Regions from separate parts of the Sparus aurata genome. Here region 2 is linked to region 1. The links are chromatin contacts, called in public Hi-C maps. All regions are on one chromosome and are shown on one strand. Each heading gives the region's core, a stretch centred on a gene start, on an enhancer-like site or on the middle of the called end of the contact. The rest is flanking DNA. Distances are from core to core; before and after follow the strand shown.

Region 1 (7,247 bases), core at 3,190-5,689:
GGACCAAAAGACGCAGCATATCACGAGGAAGAAGCCCAATGATACACAATGTTATTGTCTTCCTGCCCCGTTAGAATTACTGGATTGATGATACTGTTTTGTCCAACATCCCCAAACATGTTCGATTTGTACAATATCAACAACAACAGATCAAATATGATTACGGAGAGAAATTCCTCATACCTCCAGCCTTGTCTTTTGGCTGCCGTTTAGTACATGTGACACACAGCAGGCTGTTGTTCTGCGTAAGGGTTTCCACTTCTGTGAACTGGAAAAGGCATGACTGCACTGAACACTCTTGTTTCTCAGGGGCTGTCCTGGTTGCCATCGTGTGGAAGGCCAGCTCTGGATCCTCATTTACTACAGTGTACTCTTTAGCCTCCAGGGGCTCATCTTCACTCTCCATGACTTGTTCTGTGGCATCTTCTGAGTCTTCTATGAAGGCGTCATCCAGGGTTACTTTCTCCATGTCACTCACCAGCTGCGTGTCTTCCTCTTCTTCCTGATCCATGTCAGATGTTTTGTCATCGTCTATGACGCTGTCCTTTGAGTGCTGCTCCTCCGATAAGACAGTGAAGCGGTTGCTGACCGGTGACGTCGTTGATGCGTCGCAGTCGATGATTGAATCGTCGTCGTCCTCTTTTTCGTTCTCATCCTGGACTGTGTCTGGGTTCTTTTGGTCCTGTTCAGACACACTGGTTTGTGCAGGACTGCCTTCACTCGGTGAAGCTTCCTCATGCATGTCATTGTCAGCATTTTCCCCATCATTTGCATCTGCAGTAGGATCTGCCTGCTTGCTCTCCGTCTGGTTTGGAGATGTGAGACTGTCCAAAGTGACTCTGCCCTCAAACTTCTGCTGCCTCTTTTGATGCTATAGGCCAAGAAAGGGAAACAATGCACATCATGTCATTTATTCTGCCCAGTAATTCACACCCATCCGTCAAAAGATACATTCATGGAAAAATTAATATTTAAGTAAATTCCACTATATAAATTCAGTTCGGTACCTTTGCCTGCTTCTTCGCCTGCTTCTTTGCCTTCTTCTGCTGGTACTTGCTGCCACCCGCAGTGGGAATGTCATCATTTCCATTTGTCAACGCTGGGCTGATTCTGCCAGCCTGGCTCGACTCAGAGGTGGTCTGAATTGCTTTTTTCTGGTTCTTCTTTCTGTATGCCTGTAAGATGTGGTCACAAGACGGCACATGCATGTGAGACAAATAAATAATGAGCACTTAACGTTTCAACTCATTGTCAAAAAAAACACTAATAGGGGTTTTACCTCATCAGCAACAGGAAGGGAAAGATCCAAAAACATCTCAGTGACTACAGACACCTGTAAGAACAGTAGAGGCAATTTAGCTCGACATCAACACAACACCATCAGGCGTCTTCAGTGTTTGCCAACAATACATACCGTTTTACACTGCTGACACATTATAGTGCTGGTCATTTCCCCACCAAAAACGTAGTCGACAAAGTTTTTCGGGAATCCATTTTTCTCATATTCTGAAATCAGAACTTCATTGTCAGATGGCCACATTTAACTTATAGCTGTGCTTAGATTGCAAACTATAATAAGATCCAGCATGTTTTTGCTCGCTCACATGACAATGACTACAAGATGTAGCAAAATTCCTTACCTTTGACTAGTGTTTTCAGCTGCTCTTCATCTGTGCCTTTTCTAGATTCTTTCAATGCCTCAGTGATCCCCGAGCTTACTCTCTGTAGAGACAAACACAATCTTGAGATGATGATGAAAATAACCTTTTGTGAACCATAAGCAGGATATCTTATATAAAATAATCAGTTTATATCAGATATAAGATGTACAACCCTTTCACAGAATCTCAATAATTTCAGCCTCTTCACACTCTGATTGCATTCTTGTAAAACCTCTGCTCTGTGAAAATTGGCAAACCTATCAGAATAGCTTTCTGGGAAAGCAACATCTCAGAGGTCATTAAAAAAAAAGAAGCTATTTCTCCACAATTCTTTCATTTCACACATAACATGTTCCTCGATCTGCGAATAAATTTAGAAGCTGACTTGGTGCCAGTGGGCTGGAAACACAGAATCCAAGTGCACAGTTCACTGCGTATCAGCCGGCTGCTCTGGTGTCAATAAAGTACTGTGCTATGCAACATTAGCCACTTGCAGAACTACAGTTTCCATTTCAAGTGCAAAACTTTCACCTATGTGTATGCAGACTTTTATTCAAACTGAGCACATACTTTGATCTCCTCAGCTCGCATCCCATCCAGAAGATAGCGCAGCAGCTCCTGACTATCTTGCTGTTGAAATCCTTTGAACCTGGCAGCCCTGCAGAAAGGAGACAAGACAATGAAATATGCTCGGGAGTATACTTGAAGCACATATTAATGGTTAGTTGAACTTGAACTCCTGGCTCTCACTTCTTGCAAACTTGTGTGAACAACTCCCGCGGTGTTACCACACCCTTCTTGGATTCCTGGATCTCATTCAGTAGTTGACACATAGCTAAAGTCAGGGATCCAGGCTGGTCCAACTCTACTTTGATAGGCTCCTGAAATCATAATAAAAACAAGTTTTTAGATAATAAACATTGTAGTTTTGGTAGGAAAAACCATAGCATTTTTACAGCTTAAAGAAAATATTTAAGACATGACAACACACCAGTTCTGAGGAGGCAACAGGTTGAACGTCAAGACTCATTTTCTCTTCTGCCACTTTGTTGATAGTCTGTCTTAAGAGCTGTGTTTGGGAGAGATTCTGGAAAAGACAATGAAAGCAGTTAATAATGACTCAACGATTTAATAAATCTCTCATCTTAATGTTACGACCCCATTACGCACAATCTTACCTGAATAACTGCATTAAAGAAACAAGTGTTTCCAAGGTTGCTCAGCCCCTTCACTAAAACACCACCGCTGTCTTCAGATGTGCCGTTTTTTTGTGATTTCCCAACCGTCTCTTTCTTGACATTTTTCTTTGGACAGTCCTTTTGGACGTTTTCTTTGTTCTCCGTGTCTTCACTTTCCTCCGCTTTTAAGGGCTCTGTCTTTTGCTCAACTTCCACCAAGTTGTCTTCCTCTTTCACTCCTGAACAGCCAAACAGAACATGGTTATAAAGACACGCAATTCAAACAAACCTTACAAAAAAAAAAAACAGTGATCCTGAACCTACTTTTCTGCGGCCTGTTTATGGGACCGGCAGAGGTTTGTTTTTGCAGGTTGGTCACCAGCTGAGCCAGTTGTCCTGTTCTCGAGTACTGGACTTCATCATCACATAAGTAACACCTGGAGGTTGGGCAACACATGGAAAAAAGGAACAATCAAAACACTGTTATTAACACAACCGCAGTGAAACCAACACACCGCAGCAACACACTCGTACTCACCAAACACTCCAGTTGTCCAAACTGATCACCAGGCAATGTGGATCTGACCGCGGAGTCTCGTAATGTTTGATGGCATGCTGATTCTCAGAGGTTCGTCCACATCCCTGGTAGAAATTAGACACATCTGGTCATTTAGCGTAAAGTCATTTCATACACTTTCAAAATCTTAATGATCACTAGGTTGAATACACTCACTCTATGGCCACATTTCAAGCACATCCAAACAGCTGCTGTTTCTTGATCTTCTTCAGGCTCCTGTTGCAGGGTAGTGTTGGTATTTTCTTTATTTTCTTCATGCTTACAATCCTGGCAACGCGTCAGATCAGAATCCACAGAGAGTTTCTTTAGTAGAGTTTGGTCTGTTCCCTTCTTAATATGTCTGCAGGATGGACCTGTGAAGAAGGAAAGATGGAAGTAAAACACACAGTGAGAATCTCTCTCTAGGCCTTCCACAGGTTATCACACAGGCCATGAAGATGATGACACATTCTTTACCTGTCAGGTCAATGTCATCCTCCTCTCTGGAGCTCCTATCCTTCCCCCGTTTCTTCCCCATTTTCACCTGATGTTCAGCACAGGAGATGAATGAAAATCAGACAGCAGTTCTCTGGAGTGTCGTTAGCTTTGGCTAATGGCTACATGAGATTATAATTCTGCTTCACACGATTAAAAACCAGTATATTCAGTGTTAGAAGCAAACAACAATTAATATAACGTTACAATTCACGACCATCCTCATGGTCCAGTCAACTTACTGTATTAAACGGAGCCTGAACCCTTCACAGTTTTCAGTTTCGTTTACTTTGAGTGGATGACTTCACGAATCCGCACATAGTTTACTTTGTTTACGAATTACAGCCGTTAAATAAAATACTTAATGTAAGAAAATTGTCCCACAAAGTTTCCAGTTCTCCCAAAAAAAAATCACTCCGCTGATTTGGCAGAAAAATCCCAGCTGACACATGCAGACAACAGAGGAACAGAGAAATGTGATGGTGTCGCTGTTTCTGCTGGTCAGTACGTGTGTTTCCTGTGTGCGTCGCTTGAAAGAGTCCGAGTGGAAACAAAGCCCGATGACTAGCTGGGTGCTACTTCCACAGACGCTCGGTTGTTGAACTAGCCTACTTGTTCAATATAGCTTTATATCTTATTTAAACAGATTCAATTAATGTTACACGTGGACAACAAGCGAGTTAAGTTTAGCTGCTGGTAAACAAACATGTCATTTGTTAGCAGAGTTGTGAATAATGACATGTGGCACTACGTTAATTTAAAGCGACAGTATCATTGAATGTGGAGACAGAAAGCTGTTTGAAAACAAGGATTTAATTATTTTTTTTTTTTATATATATGTAGAACAGTATTGAAGATCTTTCTCCTTTATCAGCATGTCTTACTTGGAGTGGGCAGAGTCTCAGCTTGCAGAAATGGAGCTGCTGTCCAGCATGTTTCCCACCCAGGAGGAGCTGGAGATGACAGACCAGCTGGCACTAGCTGAGCTCAGGGAGTATGTTGAGAGCTCAGACTCAGCAGACAGCCCTCCAGCCTCCAGACCTCAGTTTCTCATCAAACAGAAGCTGGACACTGCAAGCATGGACATGGTACCCGAATAACCGACTGTCGTAGTATGTCAATTCGATTTAAATGTGTCCACAAACATATCACTTGTGTTTTTTTGCTGTCTTCTCTCATTTTTGTCGCTCCACTCAGACAGATGTCATCCTATCCTGTGCCTATCCATCTGAATATCCCAGTGTGATACCAGAAGTAACAGTCCGGTAAGCCATTGTCCACTTCTGATGTGTGGCAAAGGTGGTGAGAGACAAGAGCTTGAATAACCAAATGCCTTGCTGTAAAATGATTATAATCTCTTCACACAATTGTGAAGATTGTTGAAAACAGAACATCGCAAATGGGCTGCAACTATTGTTTTCACCATTTATCAAATAATCGTCTAAAAAATGTCATCAAAGCTGTGAAAAATGCTCACCGCAATTCCCCAGAGCTGAAAGTGACACCTTCAAATGACTTCTGTTTCCCAACCATCAGTCCAAAACCCAAAGAAAAGCAGCAAATCCTTACATTGGAGAAGCTGGAAACAGCAAATGTTTGGAGTAAAAAGGAGTTTGAAAATGTATTGGTTATCAGAACTGTTGGCAACTACTTTTCTTTTGATCAGCTAATCGATAAATCATCTAATTGTTGGAGCTCTCCTTGCAAAATATCATGTTCATAAGACCCAATGTCACGGTGACCAGTAGAGACTGTATATAAAGATTTGTATACCCAAAGATGGTAGCAACTCATCTGTGTTGTGTGTGCAGGCTTCTCCAAAAGTTTTCCATTTGGAGGTCATGTGTTAATTGGAGCCTGTAATGAAACGTCAAATCACGTCCTGCAATTTGACATCTTACAATACAAGCGATAGACTAATTACACAGATTAAATCGAGTTATGTGACTGTGGCAGGAAGTAAGGGGATATATTCTGCAGTTATGGCCTTATTTTAAGTGAAGAAATCTGCATGGTTGAATGCGGCTTGCATATAATTTGCCATATGCCTGTTGATGAGTAGTGGGAATCGCAGCTAAAAGCTAATTTTCATTATAAAGATGAGCAAACTTATAGAAGCAATTGTGGCTAGAGATATAGTATTGAAAAATATTATGTATACATGATAAAGCAAAATAATTTAGCAGCAATTAAGGACAGACACGTTGTAATTTGCTTTCAGAAAACATTGTCTCGGGAGTAGTCATTCATATAAATAATCCTATCAAGCTCCTTAAGATCTGTTCTGGTTATTTTATGCAATGTCACAGTGCAAATAAGCCTCTTGAAGATTTCCTTTAGAAGTTTTTGTTCCCAAGGGTTGAAACTTCTAGGTCCAAAGGCCTTGAATTTCTCTGAATCCTTCTTACAGCATGTTTTATTTGTGCCGTAGGTGTGCTGGTCTCAGCAGGGCCCAGCAGACACAGCTCCACTCAGATCTCAATGCATATCTCACAGAAAACTGCCAGGGGGAAGTGTGTGTGCTCTCTGCTGTGGACTGGGTGAAAGACAACCTGCAGCTCTTCATTAATAAGAGCTTATCAGCAACACCGACTCCTAAGAAAGAGTCTGCTACTCCACGGCCACGGGAAGTGTTCAGCCGACTGTGGATTTACAGTCACCACATCTACAACAAGGTGAAAAGGAAAAACATCTTGGAGTGGTCCAAGGAGCTGGGCCTGTCAGGATTCAGCATGCCTGGGAAGCCTGGTATTGTGTGCGTGGAAGGTCCTCAGTCCGCCTGCGAAGAGTTCTGGTCCAGGTATCTTGAGCGTTGTTATTTTTAGCAGCCGATGTCACAGCCAGAAGCCTGCTGAGGTGCCAGGTTTATTATTTTCCAAACTTTTTCCCATTTCACAGAGTGAAGGTTCTGACATGGAAGAAGATCATGATTCGACATAGAGAGGATATTCCCCTTGATCGTCAGGGCGAGGACAGCGGGGCCGTTGAAAGTATCGACTCCCTGCGCAAATTCACAGGCTTTGAAGAGGCTATGTTTGACCCCCATGGGAACAGAGGTAATCACATGGACCTTGGGCAGCTCTACCAGTTTTTAAATGAGAAAGGCTGTTGTGACATCTTTCAGATATATTTTGGCATTGAAGGGAGGTAGTGGTCAGACCTTGAGAATAAATATACATGGCTGCTTGACTAGTGACTTGTCATTGACATCACTTCTCCTGAAAATAAGTGCCAACTTAAAAATGGAAATGCATTCAGTAGCATGAAAGCTTTTCTTTGTCTTTCAACCAAGCCCATAAATGGACTGAGCGTTTGGTCTCATGCTGATAAACTGATAAATGAACCACTTTTTATGGA
Region 2 (7,247 bases), core at 1,742-4,241, 150 kb before region 1:
ACCATCCCTGTCATCGTTATGACAGGCTTTATACACCCACCATTTTGTTTAAAAGAGAAGTGGTGTACACCAGGCCAGAACTTCAAAAATAAACATGGCATTTATGGACCGGAAAAGGTTTCGCATAGCTGTGCCACTCCTGCTTCCTCTCTTATCCAGCATAGCTTGGTCCCACTGCACTTCAGCAACAGGTCCTAAAGAGGCAACACAGCAGATTTTTTTCTCATTCATACATACACTTGCCTTGAGGTTTGGAGCATATATCCGAGAGCTTTAGCATGCTTGAGAGACCACAATCTCATCGGGCTGGACATGCCCAACACACAAGGGTAACATATTGGCAATAAACAGGTTATATATTCTCCCTTAATCTGGATCAAATCAGACGTTGTTGTCCTTTTACAGACAACAGTTACAGCTCCTGACCGGGCCTCAACTCTAAGGAAACAAGGAAACATCTTTCTAAATAACGTAACCTGCATCAGAGTATGAGTACCGTAGAAATTATGGGACTGGGCACCTCGAATAGAAGCAGGAATTAGATTTGCCAAAATGAAAAAAATAATTAATCTGTTCAACCTAGAAAACAGGAACAAACCCCTTCTTATAAACACGCAATTAAGATTAATTCTTGCAACCTAAGATTGAATGAGCAAACACCTCAATGTTAGTTCATTAATTTGATTCAGTTAATCTATTATTTAGCTGCATTTTTTTTCTAAATTATTGGGCTTTGCGATTCCAGACTCAGACATTAGCCAAACACGGTGAATTATAAATGTCTCATTGTACAACAACAGGGACAGTTTTAGCAGGAATTAGGACACCAGTCGGAAGTAAATCTGTTGTCTATTTTTACGGCTGCAGGACTGATTTCAGAGTTTTCCGGGAATATTATCGTCAGTGTCATGGTTTGCTAATTTTTCATTTCACTTCTCTCTATGTCATCTAGCCTGTTTTTCCAAGTTTTACAATCTCAACATCATGATTAAAGATACATTTTAATTGGTTTTGCCATGCCTTCCAGGCATTTATTCTCTAAATATTCTGCTCAGTCAGTCGTTGTGAACAAGTGACTGAATCGCTTCATAACTCTTGGGCTAAAAAGTTTGAGCACTCAATTTAAAAAACGAAAAATAAAAGTTTTGGCATAATTTCATTAGGTGGACCTTCAGGGATACCGTGAAACTTGAGAGAAGGCAGGAGTGGGTCTCCGTATTTCCTATAAATAGAAAATGATTCATTAAAGCTTCACAACACTGGGGAGTTTGGGATTTATTAAATGGGCTCCAACCTTTTTGTACTTTATATCCCTAGACACAATCTGGTCAACAGCATATCAGCAGGAGCCGCGTAATTAAATTTTGAAAACCGCAGGATGAACTCAAAGTGATGTTTTACATTGCTACACCCTGCAATATTGCAGATAGCTTAGAATGTATTGTATCACAGGCGGAGACATATTTGCCCAAATTAGGACCTTTATTCTAAAAGTGGCGGTAAGTAGTTTTTGGTGGTTTCTGCACCACAGGCAGATGTGTTTTATAGCATGCACACAGCAGCGAGCTGTAATCAAATCACCAGAATCCCAACTAACATCCCAGACAATAGTAGCGTGCCTGCAGGCCCAGCCCCACAGGGAATCTTTAATTATCTCTTAACACGGTAAATCTGGAGGCTCCTCGCAATAAACTTCCCTGCAACAAACAACATGTTGCATCATGTTTCTTATTTGAGCCTCTTGGATAATCTGGACAGCCGCTGTGTGCCAATCCACCTGCAAGGCGTTTTCAGTGCAAAGTTTTGGCTCCAAGCTTCTCAAACCACCTAAACGTGACCCCTGGTGGCCATGCAGCTGAACGACAGCTAAAAGGCTAAATGTCTTCATTAGAATATGAACAGCATCCTTACTGAGTGAAAAAGATTTCTGTGTCATTCAAGTTCAATCCACTAAGTAAATCCTTTTTGTCATTCTCGGTAATCTCTTAAAATCTGATGTGTTATTACAAAAAGCAATCCTTGTTTGTTGTGTCAGCCTAACGACAGCCTACTACAATGAAGATATCAAACTTTCTGACTGATTTTTAGGTTAATTCACAAGATGAGCTGCTTTGTTTTTTGTTTCATGTCGATCTAATGGAAAATTCATTATGTGTATTATTATTACTAAAACACTGCAACACCAGATTGCAAAGATCGTCCCGACTTGACAAAAATAGGTTTTATTTTTCAGAAAACACTAATCAAATACTTGTTCTGCAACTTATTTTAAGTTGACAACAGCTTTGGGATCTGGTTAGGCAATAACTGCGAAGGTTTGTTGAAAGAATATCTGAGAAGAGGCTGCACTTTGGCTGTAAACCACACGCTCTTCAAATAGGCTACAAAGCTAAACCACAGCTATGTCTACATGGACTCAGCAAAATGTGTGTTTTCCCAAAATCCTGCTGTAATTGAATGAAACCAAAAGAAGACACGTTGAAAAAAAAAAGCATATAAAACATAACTGCACTGACGCCATAATCTGTTTGGTCAAAGAATGCACGGATAAAATACAGTTTGTTTTCAAATAGTTAGAAAATTCCAGAATACAAAGAAAAAGACATGAGGACTCATTCATCATGACACTCAAGCATAATATATATAATACTACATATTGTGTTATTCATTTATGAATATAAATAACACAACAATATAAATGTCTCCTGTGAGAAAGAAACAGCAACCAAACTGATATAAAAAATTGAACATATGGGGTCCAGAGCTTTGGAGACTAATATTAAACACAATGCAAACATTGCTCCTCCTCTGTGATTCTGCAAATATTTAAATAGATACTAGGTTTGTAAAGAAATATAGCTGTAGGAGGAAAGTACAATGACCAAAGATGTGTGTACTATAATCAGCTGTATAACTCTGAAGGATGCAGCAGGGGGTAAACAATGCGGAACTAAAGTTCTGCTGCACGCGTTTCCGACCGGATGACACTTTTCGTTGGACAGTTTTCTGTTTACGCCTCAACGTGGGACGCTGACAGAACTTGTGTGGCAGGGAAATGATAAAAACTTAAAGCCAGTCTTTTTCTGTTTTTACGCATATTAAAATGGGTAAAAAGCGCCCCAGCGAAGACTCGCCGGAGTCAAACACTCCGGTGAAGAAAGAGAAGGTTCCGGAGTTCAATGGGACTGTGTTTAAAGCCATGCTGAAGGAACCCAGGACAGCCATGAAGGGTGAGTGGATATGTACAGTTTGTTACACGCAGTCAGTTTTTGTGTTGTCTCTTTAGAGCTCTCCCGTCTTTCTTTGGTCAATTATTTCCTTTTATCGCCTGCAGGACTGCAGACATTTATATCAACCGCCAAGAAGCTGCCGTGCCCTGACCTGTACGATGTGGTCGAAGGTTACATTAAAATCTCCATGGAGTGTGCAGAAATATTCAAACTGTTGGAGGGAGAAAAGCATGCGGAGAGTGAGGTAAGCTGAAGCACTTCTCTCAGTGGATTGGACCGACCTGTTCCTCGCCAGGTTACGTTCTGATGACGTGTTTCCTTCTGGCCAGATGATGCTGGTCTTTGAGAGCCTGGAGATGATCCTCCTGAGGACTGCCAGTGACCTGTCGCACTTCAACATGGTTGGCAATACGATTGTGAAAAAGACTCTTTCTAGCTGCGTGAAACTTCTGCAGGCCTCCTTCCATTCAGAGAATCACAGGTTGGTGGGATTACTTTAAATGTCACTCCTCACTCACTCTCACAGTTTATCCAACCCATGGCCTTCATGTTGTGTTTTTATGTTGTGCACAGGTTTGTCCGTCAGTGCCTCAGTCTGCTGTCGGCGCTGGTGTCTCAGGGTCCAGAAGCTGCCAGAGAGGTCCTAAGTCACATTCATGTCAGTAAAACTCTGTCCGGGCTGGCAAAGAGGAAGGACAAGAAGGTGTGATGAAGCATAGGACTGGTATAACTCTCAGCTTTGAAAGTAGTTGTCTGTTTGTTTACATTCTTCCCTGTACATTCTTCAGGGGAAACCTGATGTCCGCATGGCTTATATCCAGTTCGTGCTGTCCTTTTTGGTGTCGGGAGATAATGCTACTGTTGGACAAATATTAGAAATTAAAGGTAATATTTAGATTCAGATTTACAGAATGTACATTTCAACGTACGACCTAAACCATCTGTTGATGACGTGTTCTTTTGTTTTGTGTCAGAACTCCTGCCAGAGATCAGTTTGGGTCTGAAGGAGGACAGGATGTCCATGGTCAATCTGATTCTGTCCACACTGAAGAGCAGAGTGAGTGCTCAGCAGCTCACACGTTCCGTCTAACAGATGAATGAATGAATGGACGAGCTAACTGTTGTTGTTTGTTTGGCTGCAGGTTGTACTAAACAAAGGCATCAGTAAGACGCAGAAGGTGCGTTTTTTCACACCTGCCGTATTGGCCAACATTGCGTCTCTGTATAAGTGGAACGGGATTGTGGATGCGACCACTGACGACAACAGAGTGAGTCGATTCTCTTGTGTTTGTTGAAATACGTTTTCTCTTGTTCTCCTCAACCTGTAAGTCTAAATTTAATTTCTTCTTTAAGATGGAAGAGGACTCCGAGCATGCTGGGATATCTGTCATCCGGGAACTCGTTCACAGCTTCCTTCTTGACCTGTGTTGCTCTCGTAAGCACGGTATCAGCTTTCATGACGCCAGCTTTGGCACCGCTGGCAGGTAAGTAGTTAATATGTCAAGTTTGCTTTACCCCCTCCTGAAGGGTCCCAGTGCTGATCAGAGGATTTCTGCTGTTTTACAGAGCTGGCAACATCGTCCTGCTTCAGTTCTTGGTGGGATTAAAGCAGGCCACAGAGGATGAACTGGTGGCTGATCTGGTGGTGAATGTGCTGAAAGGTAGCCCTGACATACTGGCCAGATACTTTCAGGAGACTCAGTATTCATACACCCCCCGCATCAAAAGTGCTTGGCAGGACAATGTCAAGTTACTGAAAAAGGTAACGCTTCCTGTGGTATTTGATTTTCAAGAGACTCTAGCTGGTCGTTTTTCCAGAGATAATTAATTTCCTGTGAATTCGTATGCCAGATCTATGAAGCCCAACCAGAGGTGTCCACAGTCTTCCAAGCTTCTGAGGTCGTCCCTGTCCCTCGCTTGCTTTCCATGATTATGGTGATATCTCTTCCTCCGGTCTGTAACAAGGCCTTCTTCACACAGGGCCTCAGTGTAAGTGACAGAGCCTCATAAAGTGGTTCATCAGAGCTGTAGCTGCAGTACCACCAAGCGCTGAAAATGTGCTTTGTCATGTAAAACAAATATCTCCTCTTGTATCCAACAGCTTGCCAACACAACAGTGCAGCTCACAACTCTGTCCATGATCAATTTCCTCCTGAAAAGAGCCAGTAAGAACATGGAGTACCTTTTGGATAAGTCTGAGTGGCACCACTCGGATGTTTACACCCTCAACATGATGGACGAGTTGGTGCAGCAGTACAGGGAGACACTGAGCAAGGTAAGCTCAGGGAAAGAGCTGTATTAACACACCCAAACAGTAACGATGCACCATTAAACAACTGAAGTCTCCCATTTTTCATGCTCTGTCTTAGATTTTGCCCGATATGACGGGCATAGTTTCAAAGTGGCAGTCACTTAGTAAGAAGGAAAAGACGAATGCTGAAGAAAAAAAGACCAAAACTGAAGAGAGTGCTGCACAGACGGATGATAAAAAGGAAACGCCTGGTAATAACACCTACAGAAAGAGTGTAACGCTTATATTAACCAGTCCTGTGAAACAACAGGGATGGCCTGAAAAGACATCTGATTGACTGTGTTGTTTTTATGTGGAGCAGTTGCTGAGACAGCTGAGGTAATCCTGCTGAAGGCTCTGATTCTTCAGGTCATTTGTCTTTACCAGAAAGTAGTGCCACATCTGGTGAGCCAGTGCAAATTTGACTTCAGCAAGCTCTTTAAAGGTAATTTTAATCATTGACTTTGTGTTTAAGTTATATGTTTTAATTATGATGCATGTAGTTCTTCAGCAATTCCTTACAATGCTTATTATATTCCCCTATCAAGGGATTGTGTCAGAGACGGGAATGAGGGAAGAGGTTCCCCCAGTTCTGCAGCATCAGATACTGCAGTTGGCCTTGGATCTCCCTGCGAGCAAGTTCTCCTGGTTCCGCATACAGGTGAGGATTATTGCTATTACTGCTATTTCAACCTGCATTCTCAGTCAGTGTTGGTTTAAATGCATTGCTTTGTAATCAGCAATGTGTCTTAAGTGTTGTGCTTTTCTTCTCAGGATGTTGCAGATACAGAATCCTCATCGGGAGAGAAGTCGGTGCTTTACCTGCTTCTCAAGATGTTTGTCAGCAGCAGCAGCAGCCATCTGAAAACCTCCACACGGATGCTGGTTCTAAAGGTGGGAAACGTTTTTTCTTTCGCATGCATACATTTACTTTTAGCTTGCTTTACATGTGAGACATTGGCGTATAGATACTTGAAGTAGCTTTAAATCTTCCAGTCAGGCAGGAATGAGAATTCTCACCCCATAGTTCACTTTGGAAAACAAACTATAAGTGGGGGTTTTCTTTATACGTTGGAAGTACTTGTCATCAATAAAAATGAGATAAAAGTAAAACTCTGATACACTTTTTGAATACATGAGCAGAACTCCCAGTAGTTTCCAAAATTAAAAGTACATCTTGGAGAATGAATTATTCCATCTGAGGGCACAGCATCATTTCAATAAGTTATGTTAGCAGTTCTTCAGCTGCATCAGGGAACCGTTCAATCCTTGAAATTAAGAAAAATAGTTTCCATGTAACTTTAAAGAGCCTCATACATAGTGATTCTGTGATAAAACTACATATTTATGAAGTTGCTGTAATAAAGTGAGAACAGCATACGCAAGTGCATTTTAGTTAATATTTTACTGCAAAAGTTTTTTTTATAAGCTTTAAAAATTCTCCCAATAGTATTGCTAAAACTCAGTGTTAGCAAAAAAAAAAGAAAAAAAAGTGATGGCTGTACTTCCTGCCTTGTGTTCAGGTGCTTAAGGACAGTGGGGTGTTTGAATACACCTGGACTGAGCTTGAGCTCTGGCTCGACCAGCTGGCCAGAGTGGAGCCAAACCGACAAGAGACAGTCATTCTGTTCCTGGAGAGGGTGAGCCCATCTACGAAACATCATCATTGTAATAGACTATTCTGTCTATTACAAATGATAAGACATTTTGAATCATGATTTAGTAGT

What was found. A called contact is a pair of places that touch in the nucleus more often than the background predicts.
Region 2: a Hi-C map of skeletal muscle shows a contact between it and region 1, with 2.5 times the contacts expected there. The contact joins the promoter of urb1 here to the promoter of usp16 in region 1. A contact is called at or near these places in 2 of 2 Hi-C or Micro-C datasets (skeletal muscle and an unstated tissue).

Annotation. Positions count from the first base shown.
Region 1 is chr2:7,071,331-7,078,577 of fSpaAur1.1, reverse strand. usp16 (ubiquitin specific peptidase 16) reads right to left here and starts at 4,439. Exons shown (of 19, transcript XM_030397273.1): 1 at 4,133-4,439; 2 at 3,873-3,939; 3 at 3,573-3,769; 4 at 3,378-3,481; 5 at 3,164-3,276; 6 at 2,840-3,078; 7 at 2,653-2,748; 8 at 2,412-2,542; 9 at 2,232-2,319; 10 at 1,641-1,722; 11 at 1,415-1,506; 12 at 1,280-1,333; 13 at 1,008-1,175; 14 at 753-871; 1 more. The coding sequence starts at 3,933. rwdd2b (RWD domain containing 2B) reads left to right here and starts at 4,373. Exons shown (of 5, transcript XM_030397315.1): 1 at 4,373-4,390; 2 at 4,765-4,978; 3 at 5,088-5,155; 4 at 6,322-6,690; 5 at 6,789-7,247. The coding sequence starts at 4,766. The coding sequence ends at 7,041.
Region 2 is chr2:7,216,257-7,223,503 of fSpaAur1.1, reverse strand. urb1 (URB1 ribosome biogenesis homolog) reads left to right here and starts at 2,991. Exons shown (of 39, transcript XM_030392216.1): 1 at 2,991-3,230; 2 at 3,335-3,474; 3 at 3,560-3,711; 4 at 3,804-3,933; 5 at 4,019-4,115; 6 at 4,205-4,287; 7 at 4,373-4,498; 8 at 4,584-4,714; 9 at 4,797-4,992; 10 at 5,082-5,219; 11 at 5,332-5,505; 12 at 5,600-5,732; 13 at 5,843-5,965; 14 at 6,069-6,181; 2 more. The coding sequence starts at 3,104.